Regions from separate parts of the Zea mays genome. Here region 2 is linked to region 1. Evidence: chromatin contacts called from public Hi-C data. All regions are on one chromosome and are shown on one strand. The core of a region is the stretch at or near the end of the contact, and the rest is flanking DNA. Distances in the headings are between cores, read along the strand shown.

The links. A called contact is a pair of places that touch in the nucleus more often than the background predicts.
Region 2: a Hi-C map of endosperm shows a contact between it and region 1, with 2.3 times the contacts expected there. The contact joins the promoter of LOC103635937 here to the enhancer-like site in region 1. A contact is called at or near these places in 6 of 25 Hi-C or Micro-C datasets (ear, endosperm, leaf and 2 more).

Annotation. Positions count from the first base shown.
Region 1 is chr8:134,934,921-134,940,375 of Zm-B73-REFERENCE-NAM-5.0, forward strand. LOC100279451 reads left to right here. Exons shown (of 5, transcript XM_020542064.3): 5 at 1-2,321. The coding sequence ends at 1,921. Among protein-coding and RNA genes, the nearest start is that of LOC100279451, 8.8 kb to the left of the region's middle. Within about 2 kb of position 2,586, at least 18 of the 20 cell types and tissues checked have an H3K27ac peak or open chromatin away from gene starts, as enhancers often do. A contact at or near this core is called in ear, endosperm, leaf and 2 more, where this site is marked.
Region 2 is chr8:135,124,195-135,129,649 of Zm-B73-REFERENCE-NAM-5.0, forward strand. LOC103635937 reads right to left here and starts at 3,213. Exons shown (of 5, transcript XM_008658307.2): 1 at 1,328-3,213; 2 at 485-708; 3 at 193-382; 4 at 1-82. The coding sequence starts at 1,448. LOC100281576 reads right to left here. Exons shown (of 1, transcript NM_001154495.2): 1 at 4,466-5,455. The coding sequence ends at 4,711. It also overlaps a transcript of LOC100382372 not described here.

The DNA.
Region 1 (5,455 bases), core at 1,336-3,835:
CTACGGAAAGGATTTTGCTCGGATCTCGTCATGTGTGAAGAGCAAGTCATATGAACAATGCAAAGTGTTCTTTAGTAAGGCTCGGAAATCACTCGGTTTGGATTTGATCCATCAAGGGGCAGCCGATGTTAGTATGCCAGCTAGTGATACCAATGGAGGGAAGAGTGATACTGATGAGGCCTGCGCTGTGGAAATGGATTCAGCTATCTGTAGCACACAGTCATGTTCAAAGATTGCGATGGATGTTTGTCCTACTGAAGGAGCCATTGGAGGGCCTAACTCTGTTATAATCTCTAAGCAGGCAGAAGCATATATATCAAATGGGTGCAATGCTGATGTTAAAATTGAGGAAGATGAGAAGGTAGCTGATAAAAATTGCAGCATTGTTGATGCTAAGAGGTCCAGTGATGCTACTCACGAAGCTGGTCCTATTGACATCAATTGCCCAGGAAGCACAGATAAGCTGCAAGGAACTGATGATGTCGTTGACCTAGTAAACATGCATAGTAATAGTGGCATCAGCTCTTCAGCTAAGCATGCAGTGGCCATTCACTCGGAAATGAGATCCACTTTACATTCTGTAGAGGTCCTTCAAACAGACAAAGGTGAAGGTACTGGTACTGATTTGTCCTGGGTGGAAGAATGTTCACACCATGCTCTGGATAACACACCAATGAAAAATGGAAATTCTGGTGCCCCGGCTTTCTTGGCTTCAGATAGTGGTATCAAGGACAATGTTCGCATCTCAAACATAACTGCTGCTTCCACCGTTAGTCCTGCATTCACTTCAAGTTATCAGCATTCTGTACCTGGAGATATGCCCCTGCCAAAACCAAAGCCACTTGTTACCCCGCTTACCCCAAAGGATTTAATGCCTGTGCAGTTCAGTTCAGTGCTTCCTGACCCCACTGCAATTCGTTTCGAGGGCATAGCCTCAATAACTACGCCCAACTTCGAGGACACTGGCAACAGAGTCAGTGGTGCTCTAGGGGCTAAAGAGATGAGCAAGTACCCAGCTTTTAGAGACCCATCTGGTAATCAGCAAAGCACCTTGTTTTGTAATATTGATGGTTATATGAATCATCGTCTGACAACTGAATTACCATTTTTTTCTGAAAGAACTGCGAGTGGCACTGTGAATACTTCACAGGCGGATCGGTTGACCCAAACAAAATTGCAGAATGGCAGGTCCAGCAGCTTGTGCCTTCAAAACAATTCCGATGGCATTCAATGGCCCAGAGACCACGAAGGAGGACTGGAAGGCTCTTTGAGGCCTTGCTCTCGCAATACAAGCTCCGAGGGTGATGAGCAACAAAAGCGGCCTGGTGATGTCAAGTTGTTTGGACAGATTCTCAGCCATCAGTCAACCCTGCAGAGTTCTGGCTTGTCTTGCAATGGTAACAAGAGCAAGCCTCCCTCACCAAAGATCGACACATCTGTGAGATCCATGAACAATCCAATGGACCGTGTGGTTTGTTCTTCCAGGCCTGGCACCACTCCACATCTGGGTCTGGAGGAAAGATTGGCAAGGTGCTATGGTCATCTGGATGGTAGCACGGCACAGCCCGAGCCACTGCTCGTGATGGCAAAGCGCCAGCGGTCCTTGGCCGGCGTACAGTTTTACTCGGCTAAGAACGGCACGCTTGGTGTGTTACCAGATTACCAACAACCTTCGACGCAGCCACAGCAATCAGATCCCAAGCGTGTGGAAAGGTTGTCTGATCCGCAGAAGAGGAACGTGCTGGAACTCATCTCGGGTTTCCAGCAGCCCGGCAGAGTCGCCCGTTTCGGGGGTGCTGGCATCCTCGTAAGCGGCAACGTCTCGGACCCTGTGGCTGCTGCTCTCAAGGCTCAGTATGGTCCCGGTTCTAAGATTATGGGCAGCGACGTGGATCCTTGGACGGACATAGGAAGCAGGTAGCGCCGTAGCAGCTCTACTGCTTCTGTTGCTCCTTGTACCATATATTTAGTTTTGGTGTAACTTGAATGAAATCATCAGAATATGAGATGTGGGGGGTGGGGAGTGAATGGCTTTCCTGCCCATACTATCTGTAGGCTTTTGGCCAGTAGCAGTCGGGTTTCGCTGTTTACTGGCATTAACATTTTTACTCTTTCTTCTGCAGCTCCATACCCTTTTGGTATAGCTTGACATGCCAGCAGTGGCACAGTGCCGTAGGTTCCCTAGAGGTGAACTAGATGTTTGTCAGCATGGTTTGATTTTGCCAGCCTATGCAGAAAACCTCACTTGGTCTTTGTAATGTGGTAATGCCATGTATCAGTATCCTAGTCTGATGGAGTTTTGGTTGAGACAGTTCTCATTGCCCGCTGGTTCATCTTCTGTTTCTGCTTATAACATTGCAACGTGGTGCGTTTGCTGAGATGGCATCGGCACGTCGTTCTGGACTTGTCGCTTTTGAGTTTTGACTTCGTTGCACGTGAGTTTCTGGCTGGAGGTGGATTTCCTTGGGCGGCGCCTGCGGACCGGGATCGCTTTTCGGTTTCACGAGCTTCTTTTGGCGTCGGCTCGGCTCTTTCCGTAGCGTGTAGGGCTGTGGTGGTCCTTCTCCAGCAGCAGCAGCTACGCCAGCCATGACCTAGATGCCTTGCTCGCTTTGATCTCATCGTGCCAGCTCAAGACGATTCACGGCCGCTGTAGCCTGTTGCGAAGAAAATCCTTCGTCCCTTTTCTATACTATACTTAAAGCACCAGTTTCAACGGTTGTCGTGCGTCATTTTTTTACAAAAATCACCCTCAGTTTTTCTCGGGTTAACCCGCAGTCCCTCATCCCACGCCTCCCTCCTTATCTCAACCGCACGCAAAACCCTAGCCTCTCTCACGCCATACGTCCTCTCTCGCTGATCCCCGCGCACAGCCACCACGCCATCAACCCAGGCTCCCTCGCCCCACACCTGCCGCATTGAGCTAGCCCCGCGGGCCAGTAGCGCGTTGAGCTCCAATAGGTATGGAGATCCTCTTCTCTCCCTGTAATACTCAAATTTGTATACAAAGGAATATGGTGGATTTCCGCATTTTGTGTGCCTTATTTGCATCATAGAAAGAGCACTTATGTAATTGAGAGTGACTAAATAAAATAATGATTCTAAAATAAAAGAAAGTGCATTTGTTGGAGTTTTATTGTTTGTGCATTTAGTAAAATGATAATGTTGATAATAATAACAAAATAATAATTCTAAAGGTTGAATTGAATCCCTAAATTAAACCCTAGGGTTTAAAAAAAATAAGAAAAAGAGAAATGATATAAAAATATATAAAAAATAGATATTCCTAAACTTGGATATTCTTAAACTTATTACTGTTAACTATACAAACATAGTGTAAATGATAAGCCATAAAAGTTTGAATTTAAACTTGGATTCAAATTGGATTTTGAAAATGAAGAAAATAGAAAGAAAAATAAAAAGAAAAAGGATAAAATGCCTTATGGGCCGGCCTCTACTCATTTTGGCCCAGCAGTGCAACCCACCCGCGCGGCCCGGGCACCCTCCTTTCCACCGTGCGCCGACAGGCCGGGCCCGCGGGCAGCCACTCCAGTCGCTGGTGTGTGGGGTCCGTTTGACAGCTGAAACCCGCTCCTTTCCCATTCATTAGTTTTCTGGTATCGCTTACGTGTGGGCCCGGTTGATCGGAATCATCCCTATCCTCTCTAACGAACCCCGCGCGTGATGTTCGGCTGGCCGACTCCGTTCGCCTCAACCGGGCCGCATCTATCGGGGTAGTTCACCGTCCCGCCTCAGCTACAAGAAGCCGAAGACCTGTCGCGCTTACCGAAGACCTAATTCCGCCGTGCCACGAGACCAGACCCTATTGCCACCGTCCGTAAGTAGCAGTAGAGGCCCGCCACCAGTAGCCTACCTCCGTACTCACGCCTCGCCTTCGGTGCACCACCAATTGGAATCGCCAGGGCGCCGTGAAGCTGTTGGTGACCTCATGATGGGTCGGGGATCGTCGGCGCGTGGTGAATTCGTCGTCGGGTGATGCCGCCGCGGACTTTGTCGCGGGCAGCGCTGTCCTCGCCAGACTATCAAGTAAGACCCTGTCCACTGATCTTGCGCTCACCTCCGCCCTGCGTAGGTAGAACCCGTGTTCGGATTTAGGTAGCCAGATCATCGATCCACGGGGAGAGGGTGCGCTGTGAAGGTCTGCGCCGCCGTGATCGGAGCTCAGCGGAGAAGATGATGCGCGGACCTTCGATCTGTGAACGAACGGCTCCGATTTAATCAGGGTTCCTCTTCGCGAGATCAGCCCGGGATCGTTGGATTTCATTTGGACGAACAGGATTAGGTGTGGGGGAAAACAATCGGTCGGCTTGGGATCTGGACCGTCTGTTTGGAAACCGATGGATGGATCCGACCTCGCGTTAAAGTCGTGTAACGGTCGTGGACCGTGGGATTCAAATCCAACGGGCTGGAATAGAGTAGCGGTCTGAGCGCGCAACCAATCTAATCCGGGCCTCTGATTTCCGATCGGACGGCTAGGAATCGTTGATACCCTTTCGCCGAGCCATAATTGCAAAAGAGCCCCCGCAGAATCATAAAACCAACCCGCCGTCCCTAGCGACTGTGCTCTGTGTCTTGGTGTTCTTACGCCCGAGACCCCTGCACTTCTCATATTTTAGCGCCCAGTCCAGAGGATTAGAAAATCAAATAAATAAATTCAGAAATAGATTTTTAATATAAAAACAATTCCTAGAACTTATTTAATCCATAGAAAATTCATTTTTAGTCCAAATCACTCCATTCCAGTTTCTAAAATTTTGTAATAATGTTCTCTATCACTTAGTATCTCTGTTTTGGCATAAAAACAGTAAGAACATTAATTTAACATTTAATCCTATTATAATCACCTTAAATCTTAGGAAATTCATAACTTGAATTCTATAACTCCAAATTCAGTGATTCCAGTTCCTATGATCTCATTTTAATGTGTAGATTTTTACTGTATAGTTTAATTACATGTTTGGTGTGATGTTGATTATGGCCATACTATGCATGTATTGTGTTGATGCGAGTAGACGAGCAAGCCACTGTGGAAACTGAGGTTCAACAAGTTGAAGTAGCTGAGCAGGAGCTCATTGAAGGCAAGTTGTGCCCTTGACCACTTTTTACCCAATAATGTTCTTTAATATCACTTATCCATGCATAGGTTAATTTTGATGGGACCCAATAGGTTACCCTAGATTGTTTATCTCATTACCTTGTTCACCCCTGAATCACTTGGGTAGTTTGCTATTGCTTTACATGGTTTTGGGATAATCATTTATTACCTCTATGTTCCAGTTATTTTTGTTATTCTATTTATGTTCATGTTGAGATCATTAATGTTAATTGGAACATAGAGCTTAACTTGAGAACCACGTGCCACCACAAGGGTTTAATGGGACGCCCTTGGCTGACTAATTAGGAAATCTAGTGGAAGACTACCTTACCCGAAAGG
Region 2 (5,455 bases), core at 1,963-4,462, 190 kb after region 1:
AGGTATTCAAGCCCTTTAGCAGTTCCATGAGCTATCTTCATCCTGAGATACCAACTCAGCGGCACTTGTTCAGGAGTGCTGTCTGCAATGCCAATTCAAATTTGAACATTTAAGTATCTTGCACACCATATTATAAAATTATGTAACACTGACATCTGAATGTGTTAGTGCAGACAAAAGGTTACCACTTACCAAGCAGGTGATCTGCAAGTGAGCCAAGTGCCATGTACTCGTACACCAGAAGCCTTTGATCTCCATCTGCGCAGTAGCCGACCAAATTGACTAGGTTTGGATGGTGCAATAGACTGAGCATAAGGACCTCAACTAGGAACTCTCTGTTGCCTTGATACCCATTCAGGTCTAGTTGCTTGACAGCAACAAGCTGTTCATGGAAATCGAAAACAAGTCAGCCACTGACTACTGTAGATGAATTAGCAAGTGTATGTACCTACAATTTTGGAATGCCTTTCTGTGTGGTGTGTACCTGTCCATTTTCAAGCTTGCCCTTGTATACCCTGCCAAAGCCCCCTTCTCCAAGAAGGCAGTCGGAACGGAAGTTCTTTGTGGCCGTGGCTAGCTCACGGAATGTGAACGCTTTTGCGGTTTTGGCAACGGAACAGCTTCCTTTAGGAGGCTCAATGCTTGCTGCCGTTTCAGATGATGGCTTGTGCTTGTGCTTTGAAGTGACCAGTGATGGCCTGATGGACCCTGCAAAGGTGAGTGGTAACCTGCTTTAGACATAAATTTCTATTTTCTGGCATCTGCTCATTTATTTCTGGTTCTTCCTGTCATCTGTTGAGCAAATTTGAAGGGTTTGTATATGGATATGTTATATCACTGAAAGCCATTTTCATCCATAACAGTTAAGAACTAGACATGAATTGCAGCAGTATGTATAACACCAAAATGCATGGTACACTGGCAGGGAAACAGATAGCGCACAATATAATTGCTACATAGATTTGGTTCAGAGGAATATATGCTTAGTCCAGAGGGAATACAGTGGCACAGGGGGTCTGGTTTCGTCCTCAAACAAAGATACACTGGATGGCCTAAAAGCATCTTCAGGAAACCACGTACCCTGGTGCAGTATATATGTAGATTGTTTAATCACAGGTATCCTGCTGTAAAACTGATGTGCAGAAAGAACAGGACGCATTGGGGGGATTGCAGATTTTGGATCTCTATACTTCTGCACTGTATTTAATCTGTTGCTTAATTGTTTGGTCTGTTCGCCGACATGGCTCCTGGGGTATAATCTTTTTTTTTTTTGTGCTACCAGTTTGAACAGTGCAAAACATGCTAATTCCTGGGAGGAACGTCTTACCAGATTCCCTGGGAGGCGCTTCATTCTGGCTCGGGGCCGTCTTCACAACCGCAACCTCCCTGGATTCAATCCTCCTGGGCGGCATCTTGTTCTCTTTCTTGAAGCATCCAAAGCAACTCATCTTCTCCCAACGGTACGTGTGAAACCTTGGATCCGTGTTCCTTCTCCGCTCTTGCAGTTGGTAAACCTCTCCCCCTCTCAGGCTCTCTCTAGAACGCACAGACCAATCTGCAGACCTCGTCGTGTTGACGATGGGAGCACCGGTGGTGGGTAGAGTCTATATGCCGCATCCTCCTTCCTCCCTCCCTCCCTGTGCTGATGATCTCGCATACAGTCTATCGATCGTTGTTGGTGCTTTGTGCGCGGTAAATGTGATCTCTGTGGGGGGAAATGTGGTCAGACGGGATGAGCATTTGCTTCATGCCTTTGCGCGGAGGAGGATTTGCTGAGCTAAGAATAGACTAGGTGTGGGGTGGGGGTTCCTAAACTTAGAATTTCTTTGCGTCTTCCAGGATCTGTGTCCCAGCTAACCGCTGGATATGATGTCTTCTTGCCTTGGAAAGTCACAACTCTATCTAGTCTAGAGAAAAAGAAAAAAAAAACACCGCTGGATTGTTTCTTTTTGATAGAACACATACTGAGACTGCATGTCTTGCATTGGAACACGTACACGTTGGGTTTTTACTCTTGCAGCCCTTAGAATTTAGGCCGGTGATAAACTGGCTGCCAGTTGAGCTGAGCTTGGTAAGCTCTAGAGCCTCAGACGTTATTGCTCTTGCTCCGATTCTGTCGTTATTTTTAGGTTTTGACCTGAATCATGGTAAAAGAAGAAGAAATTTTAACCGAATTCGATCGGCTCAAGGGACATGTTGTCTTTGTCTGGTCGGAGTACATTGCACGACTTGGTACTCCTTTCTGAATCTCTCTGATCCAGGCCTGCAGGACATGTGAGAGGCTGTGCAGTGGGCTAGTGAGAGACTCAAACAGATAAATATGCCGAGAACTCTCTCGCCGGTGGCCCTGGACCTGAAGCGAAGCGGACCCCATGTCCCCATGCACCCCACCAATCCATGCTCGCGTGCCATTAAGCGCGACCGTGGAGTGAAGCTGCGGGCTGTGGCTTTGCTTGCCCTACCATACCTGCCATGCCATGTCCTTGCATGCTTCATGTTGCCATTGGCGCGTAGCTAGATACGTACATGGCAGGCAGGAGCAGAGCAGGACCGGCGTCCGGGCGGGACTTGGACTGTTCCTGCTGCAATCACACACAGATCAAGCACTAGAGATGTCCCCAACACGGGGAGCAAGGGAAACGAGAGAGATCAGGGACGGGGGGACTCGTCCAGACTCCAGAGACCGTTGCCATCCCTAGCCCACGCCTGACGCCCCACGGCCCGCTCCGATTTCTTATCTTTCTGACTGCAACTACCGTTCGTTGAGAATGAGAAAGGGGTGAAATGAGTGAACACCTTTTCCTTAGACTAGACTCGCATCCCCTGGCCGTAACCATGGCAGTTACCCACTGGAGGCTGGAGCTGTACGTAGAAATCCTTCGCGCCTTTTGCTGAGACACACACACACACACACACAAAAAGGAAGAACAAGAAAGGCACTAGGAGTACTGGGAGCAGCGGTTAAAAGGCAGGGCAGGGCAGGGCACCAGCTAATTTGGGCCCTTCATTGCCCTTTTGGGGTCTGAGCGAGCGTGAGGCTGCAGTGACAGCGACGCTACACCAACAGCTAGCTCCATGGCAGATTCCTCTTGCCCGTCCCCGCCTCAGTTTCTGACGTTGCTGCACCTGCACCACACAGTTCACTCTAGCAGCTTGTTCGCTGCGGCTTGCTGCGGCTGCAATCCGGCTGCGGCTGCGGCTTCTACAGTATTTTTCTCTCTATGGATTGCAGCTGCAGCAGTCCAAACAGCTGCAACAGTGTCGGCTTGTAGCCAGCCGAACACGCCCGGACGATGGAGGAGCCGAGCGTCCGATGAGACGCGATGACTTGTCGCGCTCGCGCCAGGTACGACAAGTGTTCCTACCGTTCGCATTGCAGGCTTGCGGCAGCTCGTACACACGCACTAACTGTGAGTTGAAATAAAATCCAATACGTCTTTGCAATTGGACTCTTTTGTATTATCGCTAGGTACCACTACTTTGTTAACAATATATCATGGTATGTAAACAGATTTTGAAGCCGAAATTTTGAAAGTAGGGTGAAAAAAGAGAGAAAAAAATGTTTGGCTTTAAGTTGAGTACACGACACATGGCACATATGTTCAGGACAAATAAAACAAGAGATCAATACTGTTATATTACATGAAAACATGGGACGACATCACAGATCCATCCAGCCGCCGGCAGGCCCACGGGACAGCGACGTGCTGGGATCGGTCGAGCTCACCTAATGATTTGTGCCTTCGGACGTGGACAACTCGCACGCCAATGTTGCCATGCGTTGCGTGCTCGATCACAGTGGCATCAGTAGGTGAGCGTCGTCACTACCCACTACTACTACTACACTATTCCTAGTGGCCGCCGCCTTTAATTTTTCTTCTGGCAGCACAAGAGGCGTGTGCTCGTGCTCGTGGACGTGGAGTAAGAGTAACGGCGGCGCCGGCCTCTGCCCGTGACTCCCGGACCCGGTTGGTGACATGCACGCATCATCGACGGCCGCCATGGATGTCAAAGCAGTGCAGGCGCTGCCCACTAGCAAGAGACGGGAAGAGGATGCTTTCCTTGGCGTGCGCCACAGCCACCAAGCTCATCTTGTTAAGCTATCCTTTCCCCTCTGCACAGGTGGACAGATAGGTACAGATGATATACAATGGAGTACTCCTAGTATATATGCCAAAGGGGCATAGGTTGATCCTTGTGACGTCACCACAGTTGGAACAGAAAAGAGAAAAGACATCCTTTTTTGTTCTCTCAAAGTCAGAGAGAGAGAGAGAGAGAGAGAGTAAAATCTTCAATCCCAATCCGTGAGAAAGACCGTGGCCTGGAATTATTTCCATGCTCAGAGCTCCGATCAACAAAAGATAGTGGGTGGGGGAGGGGGAAGGCGCCGTTCTGATCCAGCTTCAGTTGATTGGCAGCTCGAGGAGGAGGATTGGCTGATCTGAGATGGTCGAATGAATCATGTGAGATCCGAATTATTATCTAGAGAAATGTACGTAAAATGTAACAAATGGGAGGCTCGATTTGATGAGGACTGAGGAGTCCATTGACTGCTGCTACTAATTCTATGTACTACTCAATGCATACATACATGCTGTTCTTTGGAGGCACCGTCGATGGTGCATTGCTTAGTTGCTTCGATGCATGATTTCAGAAAGTAAAACTCTATCTAAGCTACCCTCCGCCGGACGCCGGCAAGGTTCAGCCAGGTCACCTGGCGTCGCCGGCGGTGCTGCTGAACCCGATGTCGTGGCCGCCCCTCCGCAGCGTGCTGGTGAGCGACGACGAGCTGAGCGAGTCCGAGGACGAGTCCGACAGGGCGAGCCCCAGCATGGCGTTGTAGTCCGACACGCTGTCCTGCAGGCTGAGCAGCAGCTGCTGGTTGTTAGCGCTGCTGAGGCTCATGGACGGCCGGGCCGCCGGCACGAACGGCGGGTCCGCCTCGCCGCCCAGCACCTGCACCACGGCGCGCATCCCGGGCCGCAGCGCCGGCTCCGGGCTGGAGCACGCCAGCCCCAGCAGCAGCACGCGCCTCGCCTCGCCCTCCTCGAACTCCCCGCCCAGCCGCGGGTCCACCGCGTCCAGCAGCCGGGCCTCCCCGTGCAGGCTCCACACCCACTCCACCAGGTTGCCGCCCTCGGCCGTGCCGGCGGCGCCGATCGGCCGCCGCCCGCACGCCACCTCCAGCGCCAGCACGCCGAAGCTGAACACGTCGGTGCACTCGGTGGCGCGGCCCGTCAGGAGGTACTCGGGCGCCAGGTACCCCATGGTGCCCGCCGCCGCCGTCGCGTCGGGGGACTCGCCGTGCTCCGCCTGCCGCGCCAGCCCGAAGTCCCCCAGCCGCGCGCGGTAGGCCTCGTCCAGCATCACGTTGCTGGACTTGACGTCGCGGTGGACCACGCGCCGCTCGCACTCGTGGTGGAGGTACGCCAGCGCCGACGCCACGCCGGCCAGG